Regions from separate parts of the Gossypium hirsutum genome. Here regions 2 and 3 are each linked to region 1. A link is a contact called in public Hi-C data. All regions are on one chromosome and are shown on one strand. Each heading gives the region's core, a stretch centred on a gene start, on an enhancer-like site or on the middle of the called end of the contact. The rest is flanking DNA. Distances are from core to core; before and after follow the strand shown.

Region 1 (5,131 bases), core at 1,351-3,850:
TAGATCAAATTTGGGTTTTGAGTTATTTTATGTTAGTCTTGTTTTGGATTCGAGATATGTTTTAAGGATTGAGTTTTTTCGAATCGAATCTTTAGGAATTCATATTGTTTCTAATTCTTGTCACTTGAGATTGAGTTATTATATGTTTGGTTTGAATAGATTTGAATTGTTAACTTTTTATCATTAAATCAAATTAGGTCAAATATAAAATTGAATTAAATTCTTAAATTTAAGTAAATATTTATCAGGTGAATGTTAATTAAAGCCTAATATTATTTTTAGAAAATTATCACAGCTTCAAAATTTTGTTTTTTTGGTGAAATAAAATAGTGATTCTATCAATAGTCAAAACCATAACAGAACTTATAAGTTGAGAGGAGTGTAACATACCATAATGGCAACACTAGCAAAGGAAGTTTAAGTTAATTACAAACAAGAAAAGACACAAGATCAAAGAAAATCAAATTGGAAATGTCATTCATACCAATCTTTTGTTTCTAGCCATATACACCCATCAAGAATAAAACACTATAGGAAGGTAAAAGATTTTGATTAAATTGTTGCATTCTCTTCTCTTCCCATCTCGAAAAAAACCAGTTGAGGAGATATATAACCAGTCATAACTGCCATATTTGTAGTGCCAAAAAACTATTAGACATGCACCACTTTAATCAACTGTTGATAGCAGTATCCTAAATTTATCATTGTGGATAATTAATTCCAATAAACTTTGGTGACAATGCTAGAGGTCCCAAAAAAAATTCCTTCCACATTGGTGATGCATAGAAACAATCTCCAAATGACCTCACCTCCTTCATAAATTCCCCAAAACGGAAACTAAAGTACCAACTAAGAAAAATAGACATTAAAGTTACAACTAAATAATACCACCATGGCTTTCAAAAAAAGCAAAATGGATCACAGCTTTTAGTAAAAGCTGAGTAATCTATTAATAACAGAGCAACGCATTGATATCGTTACTTCTTTAAGAGAGAGAAGAACAAACATTATTTATAACTAGCAATCCTATTATACTCATATGGATGTGTAAATCATATTTTAAAACACAAATGTGTGTTTAAAATAATATTCAATAAATAATGAAACTTATGGTAAATTTAAGGTAATAAAATGTGCATATTAAAATAAAAACGTATAAAACACATGAAAATGAAATTTTAGTTGAGTGGTAAATTTAAAGTTTTATCCTATTATAAACGTATTTTTATTAGTTTTTGTTAAAAAAAAGACTAAAGTACCTTGAAATAATATAACTTATTTTAATTACGGAAGAACATTTCCATAATTTATTTTAACCGAGTTGTTGTCCACATAATTCGCGATACCAACTTAGTCAGAGACTTAATTAATAGTATAGATACACAAATTTCGTAGCAAACATTTTATGTTAAAATTTATTTTTTAAAAGTTTACTAAAAAATTATTAATGAAATAGTGATAAAGAATTTATTTATAAATCTATTAAACATAGGTTCAATTCCTAGACACGTTAATTTTAGTTCTTTTATTTAAAAATATCTAAAAGTATGAAAAGACAAAAAGATTATCAAAATAATAATAACAGTCATTCACTAAAAAGGTATATTAGTCTTTTCATACCTGAGTTAGTACCAGATTAACTTGTGATACCAACTCAGTTATAGGTTTTATTAATAGTAAGTAAAGATATATACAACTCATGAATGTAATAAATTGTACATATTAAAATAAAAATGTATATTATTGATTAAAATGAAATTTTGGTTGAATAGTGAATTTAAAATTTTACTAAATCAATTGATGTGGGTTTAAATCCCATCATAAGTATATTTTTATTTTTATTTGTTAAAAAAATAAAAGGACTAAATAGCTCTCAAATAATATAATATATTTTAATTACGAAAATATATTTTTATAATTTCCTTAATTAAGTTGGTGTCCAATTAACTCGTGACACCTATTTGATCATAGGCTTTATTAATAGTAGAAAAATACTTTGCTTAGTTAAAAAAATGAAAATAAGAGAATTAAAAACAAAAGAAAAAATTACACCGCTAGTCATTCTAAATATAGATTGTTCCTATTTTAGTTATTCACAAATTTTTTTTGATAATTTTTTTTTATAGAAGAAGAAGACCATCAGTGGCCTTAAGGCCTATTAGTCCATACATACGAATTCCCAATTTTATCAACTAATAACATCTTCTTAACATTATTCATAGATAAGTCAAATATGACTAACTCTAAAGCATTCTCAAGATAAGTTTTTATTATACAATTAGCTACTCTACCATTAAATGGTAATAGAAGATTAATAATGTGTTTATAAAAAAAACCAAAATAAATATCATCCTTATTTAAAATGAGTGATGGGTGATTTAGTCTAATTTTAGGGTAATTAAAGTGAAATTATGGTTAATGTATTTTAAGTTACACTTTACTTTAAACAAAATAAAACCTCCAACGAGAAAAGTTAGGAAAAAAGTTAGAAAAATTAAAAAAAGAAAGTAAAAAAATTTGTTTTTAGTAGCGAGAATGAGATAGAATGAAATCAGTGTTAGTTGATTAACCATATGTAAACTCTCTGAAATTCCGGTAAAAAGAAAAAAAAAAAAGTAAGGTACAAAAACTGTATTTTAATTAAGAAAACCGTATTTTCGTAACCGTATTTTATTGGGACAGTACATCAAATCATTTTCTCTGTGAAAGAGTGTGGCCTTGGAAATTGATTTGAAATCCGCTACTATAAAAGACCTTACAGCCTTCAAAGAAAAATAGAACCCAAAAAAAAAAAACAAAAAAAAAATCATATTCCCAAATTATTTTATTTTATTTTATTTTTTTTAAGATCCTTACTGTTGGAGTACCCTAGAGGCTTTAATCTACACTGTTTAATTTATTATCTTTCAGATCCTTTCGATTTTCCTTTACTTAAATTCTCTTCATTCACGGATTCATGAAGTTTTGATTTGTCGCACGCTTTACGAGGTAAGGAAGTAAATTAGTTCAAAACTGCTTTTTTTTTTCAGAAAATAAATTGTTGCTTGTCTGTTTCCTGAGAAAGAGTGAGATTTTCATGTTTGATTTTAGGTAAGAGTAGATCAATGTGAAGAGAAATGCATTAAGCTGTTTAGTTGATGTTGAAGATCTCTGTTCTCATTGCAGATTTGCTCTACTTAAAAATCTATTACTCGTTTTTTTCACTACTTTGGTTAGTGTTTATTGTTTGTTTGTTTCCTGAGAAAGAGTGAGAATTTCATGTTTGATTTTAGGTAATAGTAGATCAATGTGAAGAGAAATGCGTTAAGCTGTTTAGTTGATGTTGAAGATCTCTGTTCTCGTTGCAGATGTGCTCTACTTAAAACTTCTAGTCTAACTCGTTTCTTTTTTCTTTTCACTAAGTTGGTTAGTGTTTATTGTTTGTTTGTTTCCAGAGAAAGAGTGAGGATTTCATGTTTGATTTTAGGAAAGAGTAGATCAATGTGAAGAGAAATGCATTAAGCTGTTTAGTTGGTGTTGAAGATCTCTGTTGTAATTGCAGATTTGCTCTACTTAAATCTTCTATTGTTACTTAACTTTTTCACTAATTTGGTTCCGCCTTTTTTCTACTGAGCTACTTCTGATGTTTACTGCTAGATTTTTGTTGATTTGTGGTGTGCAAGTATAAGATCTAATTTACTGCTTCTTGAAGCAACAATGAATATTATAGATGTGATTAATATTTCTGGAAATCCAAAATTGATCTCTTTTTGAGGTTGTAAGAGATGAACGTTGATAGCCATTGGAAATTAGTATATATAGTTTATTCTTGTTGTGAAGGTTTGAGGAATTTAAATTTGTTAAAGTGTTAATTCCCTTTCATTGTTTTCTAATTGCGCTTATACTAGTTTGTTTTGTTCGTTTTACAGAGTATGATGGATTCTGAAGATGTCTTGCCTGTTGAGGGGCTTGAGGTTGCCCTTCAAAATGGTGTTAATAGGAAACTTCAGGTGTCTGAGGACGACGATGGTTTTTCAGATAATGTGACTGGGAATGTTGAGAAAACTTTGGAGACTTGTTTGCAGAATGAAATGGATGATAATGGAATAACTAAGGAAGATAGAGAAGGAATGAGTGGCTTCGTGGATAGCAATGGATTGATTGATTCTAAGGTAGTAGGTCTTACATTCTGTTTGGGTGTTTTTATTTAGTGTTTATATTTGACGCATTGAAAATGTGTCAACTACCAATAAGCTGATGATGACACTTTATTAAAAATGAAGTTAAGTAGATTTATTTTAAAATTTTGTGGTGATGTGGTATCATCTGGTTTATTCACAAAGTTATACACGGTTAGTGCATCAAATATATATCCTTTTTATTAATTACCATTAGTCTGATTTTCATTTTTTATGAGTGTGTCTGTCTTCATAGGAAGGGGAAGTTAAAGATAATGTGAAGCAATCCAAATCTCAGAAGGTTCAAGGGAAGACCAAGAATGAGAAGCCCTCAGGTCCCAGAAATGTTTCTTCAGCTCTAGTGAAGAAAAGTAAAGATGGAAAAAGTGCAGAGGCGACTTTGACAGCTTCAAAGGGTGGTTCTCTAGCTACAAATTCACGTCCAAAACAACCTCTTCAAAGTAGTAGATCATTTAATGAAAAACATGGCAATGCATCCAAGGTTGGAGTTGATAGTATTATTATTATTATTATTATTATTTAAATTTTGTAAGTATTACCGCCTTCTGATAATTGTTTTCCCTCTCTGCTTCTGACAGCATTCTGAGAAATCTGGTGCAGCCTTCACTAAAGGCACTATGTATGTACTACTTATGCTTATGTTTGAATTTCTTCTCTTTCATCATGCTGCCTTCTGCCCATGTTATTGATGTTATTAACCAACTTAGAGGGGAAACTCCTATGTTCACATTTCATCTATTCATTTTCCCTTGAAATTACTTTATGTTCCAGATGATGTGGGATACTTTCTCCTTCCATATCTCAGCTGTTCTATTGTTTATTACAGGGAGAAACCCAAGCTGAAGCCTCTGAAGAAAGGACCTATTCATAAAACTGAAGTAGACACAGAATTGTCGTATCCTTTGCAGTTTGGACTTTTCATTATTACCTCCTGTCTGGGACTATGGGTTGAA
Region 2 (5,131 bases), core at 1,796-4,295, 430 kb after region 1:
ATAACTTAAATAAATAAATAAGATTTTGGGCAAAGGAAATATATCAATTGAGATTGGATAAATTATATCAATTGGTTTAAAGACCTAATAACACATATATTTGACCTAGTACATCACAGGGCCCGATAGACTCGGTTTAATAAGAGTGGTGGCAAACCGTAGTCCCAAAAAGGGATTGTCATCGCCCCTAGCTTGTATTCTCCTGGTAAGAGTTGTGTTTCCTATTAAAATATTATTATTGGGCTATTTCTTGTTCTGCCAACACTCTTGTTATTTTCTCTATAAATGAAGAATAATCACTAGGTCAATGACACACCTCTAATACATCAATATTTTGTCAAAATATAGAAAAATTATTTTCAAATAAATTCTATCTTTTGACAGAATTCATTTTTCAGTTTCTAGTCATCAAAGTTTCACTAAAGTTTTTATCAATTTGCTAATAGAGCCCATACTTTGGCAACCTAAGGTCGGGGATAGTGGAAAAGATCGAGTGGTTGAAAGCTATGAATGATTTAGTCTACCTCATCCAAAAACACAGGTATAATCTAGTTAACAAGTTTATCGCTATGAACATTACAATTGGTCAGTTATAAGAAAATTTTCAAAATTCCACTGTACATTATTGCACTATTTTCAAACTAATTTTTTCAACAAGAGAAGATATTAGTCGATGTCTAACCTATTTCTACTCAAATCAAAGGCAAAGCAAACTTTACCCCAAAAGAGAGGCAAGACAAAAACTAGCATTTCCTTGATACTAATTTACCAATCATACTTGCAGAGATTTTAAAAGCTAAGCTAATTCGATAAACTAAGATAAAATGACCTGAAAATTTCAATCGAGTAAATGAACCAAATTATCACAAGGTATCATCTTTTGATTAGCCACTCTATTGAGAAGTGTTTTTTTTTCAAAAGACAAATCACATGCCTCTATAAATAAGGAAAAAGTGAGTTTGAAAAAGAAGCCACGTCATCAAACTTGACACTAATCATCATGGTCTTTCAATCCAATATGTTGGATAAAACTATAAATTTCAACTCATTTTGATCCTATTATATTGGTTTTAAGCACAAAAATAATGGATCTTCGAAGGAATAGAGGCAACTGTCTTCTTCAAAGATATCAGAATCAAAATAGGTGGACTTCATTTATATGTTAAAGAGGTCAACAAAAAACATCACTCATATGCTTGAGCTTAAAAGGTTATATTGTGCTCTTAAACACAAGAAAATAAAATGATATTACTCCTAAGCACAAATTTAAACTATTCATCTAAAAAAAAAGTGATGCTCTTAAGCAAAAGTTTAAATCATGCATCCAAAAAGAGATGATGATGATGATGATGCCCTTATGCATGAGTTTAAACTATTCATCTAAATTCTAAAAATATGATGCTCCTAAATATTATCTTAAATTGTTCATCTAATAAATAATATTCCTAAGCATAAGTTTAAACGATTGTATCACTTTTAAGCATGAGATTAAATTGTACATCTAAAAAAATGAACTATCTCATGACTTGACCTTTAAAAAATGATTATACACATGCAATTTAGTTTTATTGCGTGTTCATTCCAAATGAAAAGAAAAGTTGTTGATGGCAAAAAAATATTAAAAGATGAAAATTTTCGATATTAAAAGCAAACTAAGTTTTAAGGCTTGTCTATGTTCTATACTCAACACAAACCATTTGTGTGACTAAGTCCTGAAAGGCAATTTGTAGGTTTGAGAAAATTTTGGATGAATCAAAATTATTTATTATTTATCTTTAATTAAATTAAATTAATTAAAAAAAAGATAAACTAAGAAATTAAATCCTTTTAGAAAACTTTTATAAACATATCATATTCTTTAAGGATTATTTTATATATATTTAATTTAAACAAATATGAGATAAATAATAAATTAAAAAAAGGTTTAATCCTTGTATATCACCCAAATTAATAAGTTATAGTCTATATGAATTCTCTTTTACTTAATTGATTGGCATTATAAAAGGAGATAACTTACAAATCATTCAACACAACTTCATAATTTTGAAAGTTTAAAAATCAAAACTTTAAGAGAAGATTTTGAACACTAGAGACTTTCTCCAAATCTCTGAAAAAATTGAGAACTCAAAAATTTTGAAGAATGTCGCATCAATTCTAGAAAAAGCTACTTCCAATCTTGTTCAACTTTACAAAGAAGTTTAAATTCGTTCTTCAAAATCAAGTCTAGAAAGCTTTTAAGTGGAATTCTCTATCCAAAATCAAGTTTTAAAGAACCTTGAGCAAATCTCTCCCTAATTTGATTGCACCAACATAAAGGAGATAAAAATCATTCTTCGGAATCAAGTCTTGGGAACTTTTGAAGTGAACCTCGTTGACTTAAGATCAAGTTTCAAAGACTCTTAGATCAATTCTCAAACAAACAACTATCCAAACTTGTTTTCAAAATCAAGTTTAAACAACCTTTAGATCGAAGCTTCATTAAACAGAAGAATAAAATGATTTCTTTGTGTTCAAGAAACTTCCAAAAATTTTAACTCAAATTTTATAAATAAAATTATTTTATTTGTTCTTAGTTTTTTAAGTCTTAATTTTTTTACTCCAATTTGTGTGTAAAAATTGTTAATTTTTTTATAATATAAATTTCAAATTAATACTTGGCTATTAGATACAAAATTGTTTAGGGTAGTGTTTGGGAATTTAATTTTAAAATTACAATTTGGATTTAAAAAATAATGTAAATTAAGAAATAAAATATTTAAAATGTAAGATCCATAATAATTTCTCAAACTTATTAGATTCCTAGTTAGTAGTAATTTTGAATTCCTAATATTTTTAGATTTAATATATTCATATTTTTATACTTGTGGATAACATATGCATTGTATTCTTATCATGAATTTTCAAATCTATGTTTCATAGAGGTAGTATTATTTTATCACCGGTTTTTTTTTTCTTTTTTCTTTTGAAATCCAATTAATTTGATTACCTAGCTAGTGAACATTATTAGTACTTACTAGTATAATGAAGAAGATAGTCAAAATGTTATCTAGCTGTTTTTTCTTTCTTTTTCTGTTTTGGAACCTAGCTCTTTCCTGGTGTGTAGGTGGAAATCTTTATTGCAGCAAAGTAGTATACTAATTACCTCGAGACTTTTCCATTAAATACATCTAGACAGCTCACAGCCTCATATATAATTTTTTTCACATTTCCCCCCTCTTAAAAACTGCAACCTCATCACCTTCCATATTTATGATATCTCTGCACTCAAGTCTTTCTCTCCATCACAAGACATGGTACAATCAAAGAAATTCAGAGGTGTTCGGCAGCGTCAGTGGGGCTCTTGGGTTTCCGAAATTCGCCACCCTTTGCTGTAATTACCACACCCACCCACTCACATTATCACCCCATTAATTGCCATAAATATATATGTATATGCTTGTCTGGTTTTATGCTGTGAATTTGATGGTGTTTTTATATTTGCAGGAAGAGAAGGGTATGGCTAGGGACATTCGAGACAGCTGAGGCTGCTGCAAGGGCATATGACCAAGCTGCTATTTTGATGAACGGCCAAAATGCAAAGACCAATTTCCCCAAGGCTGCTCACCCTGGTGAACAAAATGCTCGTGGTGGTGGTGGTGGCGGTGATGATGATGATGATGATGATCGGTCTCCATTGCCCCCTAAGGCCTTGGCCGAGCTTTTGAATGCTAAGCTGAGGAAGTGTTGCAAAGACCAATCTCCTTCTTTGACTTGCCTCAGGCTCGATACCGATAATGCTCATATAGGTGTGTGGCAAAAGCGTGCAGGGAATCGATCGAGTTCCAATTGGGTCATGAGGGTTGAGCTTGGGAATAAGAAGGTTGATACCCCGGCGTCCGGAGACAGAAGGACACTGTCGCCGGGGTCGTCAACTACGGCGGATGAGATCGAAGCCGGGAACCTAATGGGGGAAGAAGATAGGATTGCACTGCAGATGATAGAAGAATTACTCAATTGGAATTGTCCCGTGACTTCTTCAACTTCTCTAATTGGAGTTTAAGTGTGTTATAGCTACTTAAAAACATATATGATATTGTGAACAGCGCAGTGGTGAAGTCCCATTGCTAGATATAAAAAAAGAATTTCTACTCAAAAGTCCTTTTAGCATTTTACCCTTTCAAGGTCATAAGTCATTGTTCTACCATCCCCGCATGTAAAACTGGTTGTGAAATTTTACAATATGAAAGCAAATGTAGATCACCACCTACATAACTGTTTAACCTTCGAATTTAATCCAAGCTTTAATGTCTGTTTATCTGTCATAGATTCTACAACCTTAAAAACTGGTCTACTTGCTCCAGTAACTTAGAATTAGCCGTCTTTTTACTGTCTGCTTTTAGTCCATCTATTGTAATCTATCACCTCTCAACATTGTATATTAAACTTTTAATTGGTATATAATTAAAAGGGCACTCTTATCTTTTGTTTTTTTTTCTTTGGTGTATATGAAATCTATAAAATATCTATGAGATGTTTAAAATCTCAATTTTATTATTTCAATCAAACCTTTCATTTAATTTTTACATCAAGTTCTCCCTTTTTCCCCATATATTTGTTGCTAACAAGTGTCTGCCATATACATTAAACAACAAGGTCCCTCAAGTCCAATCCAAACTTGCTTATTCTCCTACTTTATCCTTATCATGAACATGAGCATCTCTTTAACATATAAGATCCCAAATATTGCATAAATATAGGCTCAAAGTCGCGAAATAAAACTTAAACTAACTTAAATTAAATTATAAATTTTTCGAAAAGGCTAATCTTTTTTTTTTCCATTTAACAAAATTATTTGGAGTAAGAGTGCAATTGAACCATTTAAGTAAGGTCAAGGCCATACCGATCCTAGATTTCCCTATGAATCAATTAAGCTAATTTCCATTAGTTAACAATAAAATAATTTGTGGAGCATAAAATCATACAAAATTATTGGATGGGATATTATTGAAAGCTACTTACAATGAGTAATCATCTAATTAATTCAGATTTGTATTTGCTTTCAGTATAAAATTGAGAATGATGTTTTAAGAGTTATGATAAACTCCCTTTTAATTCCCCTATCCTATATACGTATGCCTACCCAAATATTTGT
Region 3 (5,131 bases), core at 842-3,341, 310 kb after region 1:
CATCATATGTGATTATTATATATTAACTTCTAATTCTAACTTATATAGTTGGAAGGTGTATATTTGATCCAAATTATTTTAATTATTTTCTATCTGTGTTATAATGTTTTCTTTCTACTTTAAAATTGTTTGAACATGTATTTATAATTATATTATAAATATGATCACTCTATATTTATATAAAATAAAAGCCACATATGACAAAACCAACAAGGCCACAAGTAACCTACAAAACATGACAAAGATCAAGATACACAAAAATGAAACTAATAAAACCCAATCCACAGTCTTTATCTCAAAGAAAAAGCAAGGAAGAAGCAGCTCTCATCTGAGGTCGGCTGATGATGGTGGTAACTGAAAACGCTTTCATGACAGTCAATAAATTTTACACATCCATATCCAAATTTTATTTATAGCTCATCACATGCCTAGCATCTTCTTCGCTTAAACATAACCTGGTGAGCTCTAGCATGGTCGAATTAGGATCGGGTTACTCTTTTTTTTTTTTTGTCTCTCCTTGATCCCAAAGAAAAAATTCATGATCCGGCCTGACTTGCCAAGTTATAAAGTGAAAACATAATTCGAAATTATTAATATTTTTGAATATTCACAAATTCTCAAAGTTTTGTTACTTTTAAATATATTTCTACGAATTTAAATTTCCAATAACACATATAAAAAAGTTATATCAATTGAAGATTCATGGATACCTAAAATAAATATTGATGCAACTTAATGGTGGGGTGATCATGACCAAAAAAGAAAAAGTCACATAATACCAAGATTGGGTAAAACATCAGTTTCATGTTTAAGGGTTTGTTGACGATGTAAGTAATGCGATGGTTGTTAAATTATGGTTTCATCAAAGCTCTGCTTCGTGGAATCAGCATTTTCAAATGCTCGAAAATGGTACCAATCGGAGTTATTTAGAAGTAGAAAAAGAGGGTTGTTAAATTATGGATTGAGTTTTAATATAATTGACACAGACGATTATAATTGTAATAGTCAATAAATTTATTTTTCTTTCAAATTAAATATTTAAAAAGATTATAAATAGAAATAAGACTTATGTACAGAACAACCTAAAAATAAAGAGAAGTTAAACAGGTTTTTGACACACAATTCCAAAATTTTCACTTAAAACTTCGAAAAATCATCATCTATCGGAAAGCTAGTCAAATTGTAATTTTGACTCCTCAATTATATTCAAATTATTTTAATTTGATATAATAACTATAATAAATAAAAATAAAACTTAAATTTAAAGTCTTGAAAATCATAATGTCTCAATCTTACTATTGAGTCAGGAGTTTATTGGCAATTAAACCAAATAATTAACACTCTTAAGTATTAAGATAGAAATTTTGAGATGATTTTTTTCCCTTAAAATATGATTTTAAAGTAACTAATTAGATAATAGTATTAATTATTTAAAGTAATTAATGATATTATAAAAATATATATAACAATTAAATTCCAAATTTAAATATAATAAAAAATCTAAATTATAATTAGATTGAAAAACTGCATACTTACCTTTAATGATAAAAAGTTATGTATTTGATACATTGACGTAAACAATATTAAAAAAAATACGTGCCTATTTTCTAAATATATATATATCAATAATTTATTATATCTCTAAGGGTGAAGTCATAAATTTTTGTTAGGAAAGACTAAAATTAAATTATACTTTTTACGATAATAAAAATATAATTTTTAAAGGATTAAATTAAAAATTTATTATTTTTAAAGAAATCAAAAAATAATTTTATATTTATTAATTTAAAATTTTAAAGGTTCAATTTCCATTATAGGAAGAGACTATTCAATTTCCATTATAGGAAGAGACTGACCCCCTACCAACCACCCTAAAAATTCATCCTGTATATCTGTATAGAATACCTATCCATCCTTTAACCAAAAGAAATATTGGGCGAATGAATGGCAATGGGAATATTGGTGTGATAATTTTCATTTTATTCATTGTGTGATAAAATAAATATAATAAATAAATGTCTTGTCTTATATGAGTGTGAAAAGGCAACTAATATTCATCCAAATTAAACATAGATGTTGAAATAATCCAAGACCCAAAAGACACCGAGTCTCTCACGAAGTTATTGCAAAGCTTTCGGTAACAGTGTAGACTGAGCCAAAGTAATCAACCACCACGTTACTTTCGCCATAAATCTGTTGTTCCTAAGAGCTGACAAGCGGCAGCTAATCCTATAATCAACCCCCACTAATAATTAAAGATGCACCCTTTTTATCTAAATTTCCGAATTTTCATTCCAATTAATTCTAAATTTATTTCAATTCGATTTAATCATAAAAATTAATAATCATAGAATGTATCATTATGTTTTAGGTTTAGTTATACGTTCTAAAAATTTCAAAGGGTTCAATCAAAACTTTTAGAAAATTTAAAGATTTAATTAGAATTTTCAAAAAAAATTAGGATTATTAATAAGATTTTTAAAAAATATTAAAAGGATCAATGAGTATTTCGAAAATTTTAGAGAGTTTAATTGAAATCTTTAATACTTTTTAAAGGCTCAATTAGATTTTTTTTTTGAAATTAGGACTTAATTAAAATTTTAAAAATATAATTAACTTTTTCCAAAGTTTTGGGGGTGGGAGGGACCAAAGCCCCTTCTGCCTCTAAGGAGATTTCCTAAAAGTTAATAATCTAAAACAATTTAATCGAAACTCGGACAAATAAGTTAAAATTATTTGAATATAATGTGATTAATTAGAACTCAAAATACATTGAAATTATAATAATTCAACATTTAAATTTAAATGATCCAAAACATTTTGATTTACACAAAGTAGAAATGATTCTAAAATTTTAAAAATTAAAATTGAGGGAATTGAAAATCAATCCAATCTATTTACCCATGGCTATGGTAGATTTAAGATAAAATAAACCAACCCTTTAAATTAAAGCAAAACCCAATTCAAAGTCTTGGGAGAAAAATAAATGGTTTTTGCTACTTTTTACTACTTTGCTGTCATAATCTACAATAACTGAATAACTTTTTCTTGCTATTAAAAGTTGCAAAATTATGAAAGAATTAATTTATGAAAATTGCGAGTTTTTATATTTTTTATTATCCGTTTGTCTTATTATTTGACCAATATATCTTAATTATTTATTTAATTTTTTTTTTTAGTTTTAAGCAGCAAATCTCGAAAATATAACTGAAAATAAGATTATTTCAGGTAAGGATAATTTTAAAGAATGCTAGTTTTGGGTTATTTAAAATCTAAGTAAGGATTATTTTGAAGACCTTTTAACATGATTAAGTTTTCTTATTAAAGATATTTGTTTCCTTTAGAAGATTACAACAAGAAGATCTAGATAAGTTTATTCCATATTGAAGGCTATATTAAAGATTATCTTTAAGAAGATAACAATTTATCTTGATTGTAGTTTTATAGGCCATTATATGTTTGATTTATGGATGATATAATGATCATTTATTTTGTTCAGTTAAAAACTTATTTTTGTGCAATTTTGATGTAAGTATTGTTCATTTTACAATTAAACTTACTTTTAAGGAGGAAAGTATTAATGGGAAAATGATTTATATTGTATATAAGAGAAATATTGCAATTTAATCAGTAAATTGAATCTAAATCATTTCTCATACAAATTAACTTATAATTGATTATTTTCCAAGAAAAACTTAATACGCTGTGTAAATAAACTCCTTTGTACATTTCTATTTGTGTAGTTAGTAGCAATCAAATTAACCAATATCTAATATTCAATAAGCTAAATTATATAGGAAGTCAATGAGCCTTTCCACCAATGGGAAAAGTTATAGACCCTACATTTTAGATACCAACGTTGATGATAATTAATGGTAATTAGGACCAAAGTAATTGAATTTACCTTTGAAATAATTTTAGAATCATTCCCCACTTTTCACAATCAAATTGAAAAAAAGAAAAGAAAAAGGGAAACAAGTTGAGTATATAACCAATAAACATTGGATGCTTTTCAGAAAATCTAGCAATTAGTAATTAAATTCCAAAAAAAAAAAGCAAACCTATGATTTATATCTAATTAATAATAACACATTAAATATCTATGATATTAAAATAAAAAAAAATTAGATTAAATTGTGAGTAAAATGTAATTTAAACACAAAAATACATCAGATTAAAAATATTAAATAAATACAATTATTTATCATAGTGTTATCATCAATCCTGTATTGGTCTCGACTTAATTTGTGATACCAACTCAATCAATAATATTATTAATACTATAAATTCTATCACACGTATATACTTGTGTAAAAGTAACATAAATAAACTATAAAACGTATGGTTTGAAACTAATTATACAACTAATATTGATAATAAATTATGTATATTAAAACAAAAATGTATAAAATATATTAAAATGAAACTTTGGTTGAGTGGTAAATTTAAGATTTTAATAATTCAATTGGTGTGAGTTTAAATCTAACCATATGCATATTTTAATTGGTTTTTGTTAAAATAAAAAGACTAAAATACATTCAAATAATATAAAAAAATTTAATTATGGAAGAATATTCTTGTACATTCTTGATCGAATTGGTGATCCGGTTGAGGGTGACACCAACTTAGTCAAGACAACCGGATCACCAACTCAATTAGAGGCTTAATAAATAGTATAAATATATACAATATATATATATTGAATTTTCGTAAACTAAAATTTGTTTTAGCTCAAATGGTAAAACAAAAAGTTTTATATGCATAGTATTTTTTTTCATATCTCAGTACAACTTTTTTATTTTTTATAAAAATATAGAAAATAAACCCACAAAATTATATAACTTAATTTGCAAATAAAAAAGTTTTTGGTAATTCTTTAACTGAGTTGAGACCAGGTTGATTGGTGACATCAACTCAGTAAAAAGTTTTATAAATAGTAAGTAGAAATATACGAATATATAAAAATGTATATAACAAATATATCAGTTAAGGTTTCATATAAAAAAATGTTTTAGTTTAAACAAGAAATGGAAAAGTTTTATAAGCTGGTGTTTTTGGTTCAATTCTCATTATGAAATTTTTTTTATTGATTTATAGAAATATAAAAGAACAAAAACACCCATATAATCAT

Evidence for each region. Hi-C and Micro-C count contacts between places; a contact is called where the count stands out from the background.
Region 2: a contact with region 1 is called in a Hi-C map of leaf, with 2.1 times the contacts expected there. The contact joins the promoter of LOC107962894 here to the promoter of LOC107961678 in region 1. A contact is called at or near these places in 2 of 34 Hi-C or Micro-C datasets (leaf and petal).
Region 3: a contact with region 1 is called in a Hi-C map of leaf, with 1.5 times the contacts expected there. The contact joins the enhancer-like site here to the promoter of LOC107961678 in region 1. A contact is called at or near these places in 4 of 34 Hi-C or Micro-C datasets (hypocotyl and leaf).

Annotation. Positions count from the first base shown.
Region 1 is chrA06:37,580,744-37,585,874 of Gossypium_hirsutum_v2.1, reverse strand. It overlaps LOC107961678 (protein WVD2-like 6), which reads left to right and starts at 2,600. Exons shown (of 9, transcript XM_016897756.2): 1 at 2,600-2,988; 2 at 3,909-4,151; 3 at 4,414-4,659; 4 at 4,757-4,797; 5 at 5,005-5,073. The coding sequence starts at 3,912.
Region 2 is chrA06:37,147,114-37,152,244 of Gossypium_hirsutum_v2.1, reverse strand. LOC107962894 (ethylene-responsive transcription factor SHINE 2) reads left to right here and starts at 3,045. Exons shown (of 2, transcript XM_016899444.2): 1 at 3,045-3,370; 2 at 3,484-4,462. The coding sequence starts at 3,291. The coding sequence ends at 4,039.
Region 3 is chrA06:37,267,606-37,272,736 of Gossypium_hirsutum_v2.1, reverse strand. No RefSeq gene overlaps it. Among protein-coding and RNA genes, the nearest start is that of LOC121231489, 14 kb to the left of the region's middle. Within about 2 kb of position 2,091, at least 1 of the 9 cell types and tissues checked has an H3K27ac peak or open chromatin away from gene starts, as enhancers often do. A contact at or near this core is called in leaf, where this site is marked.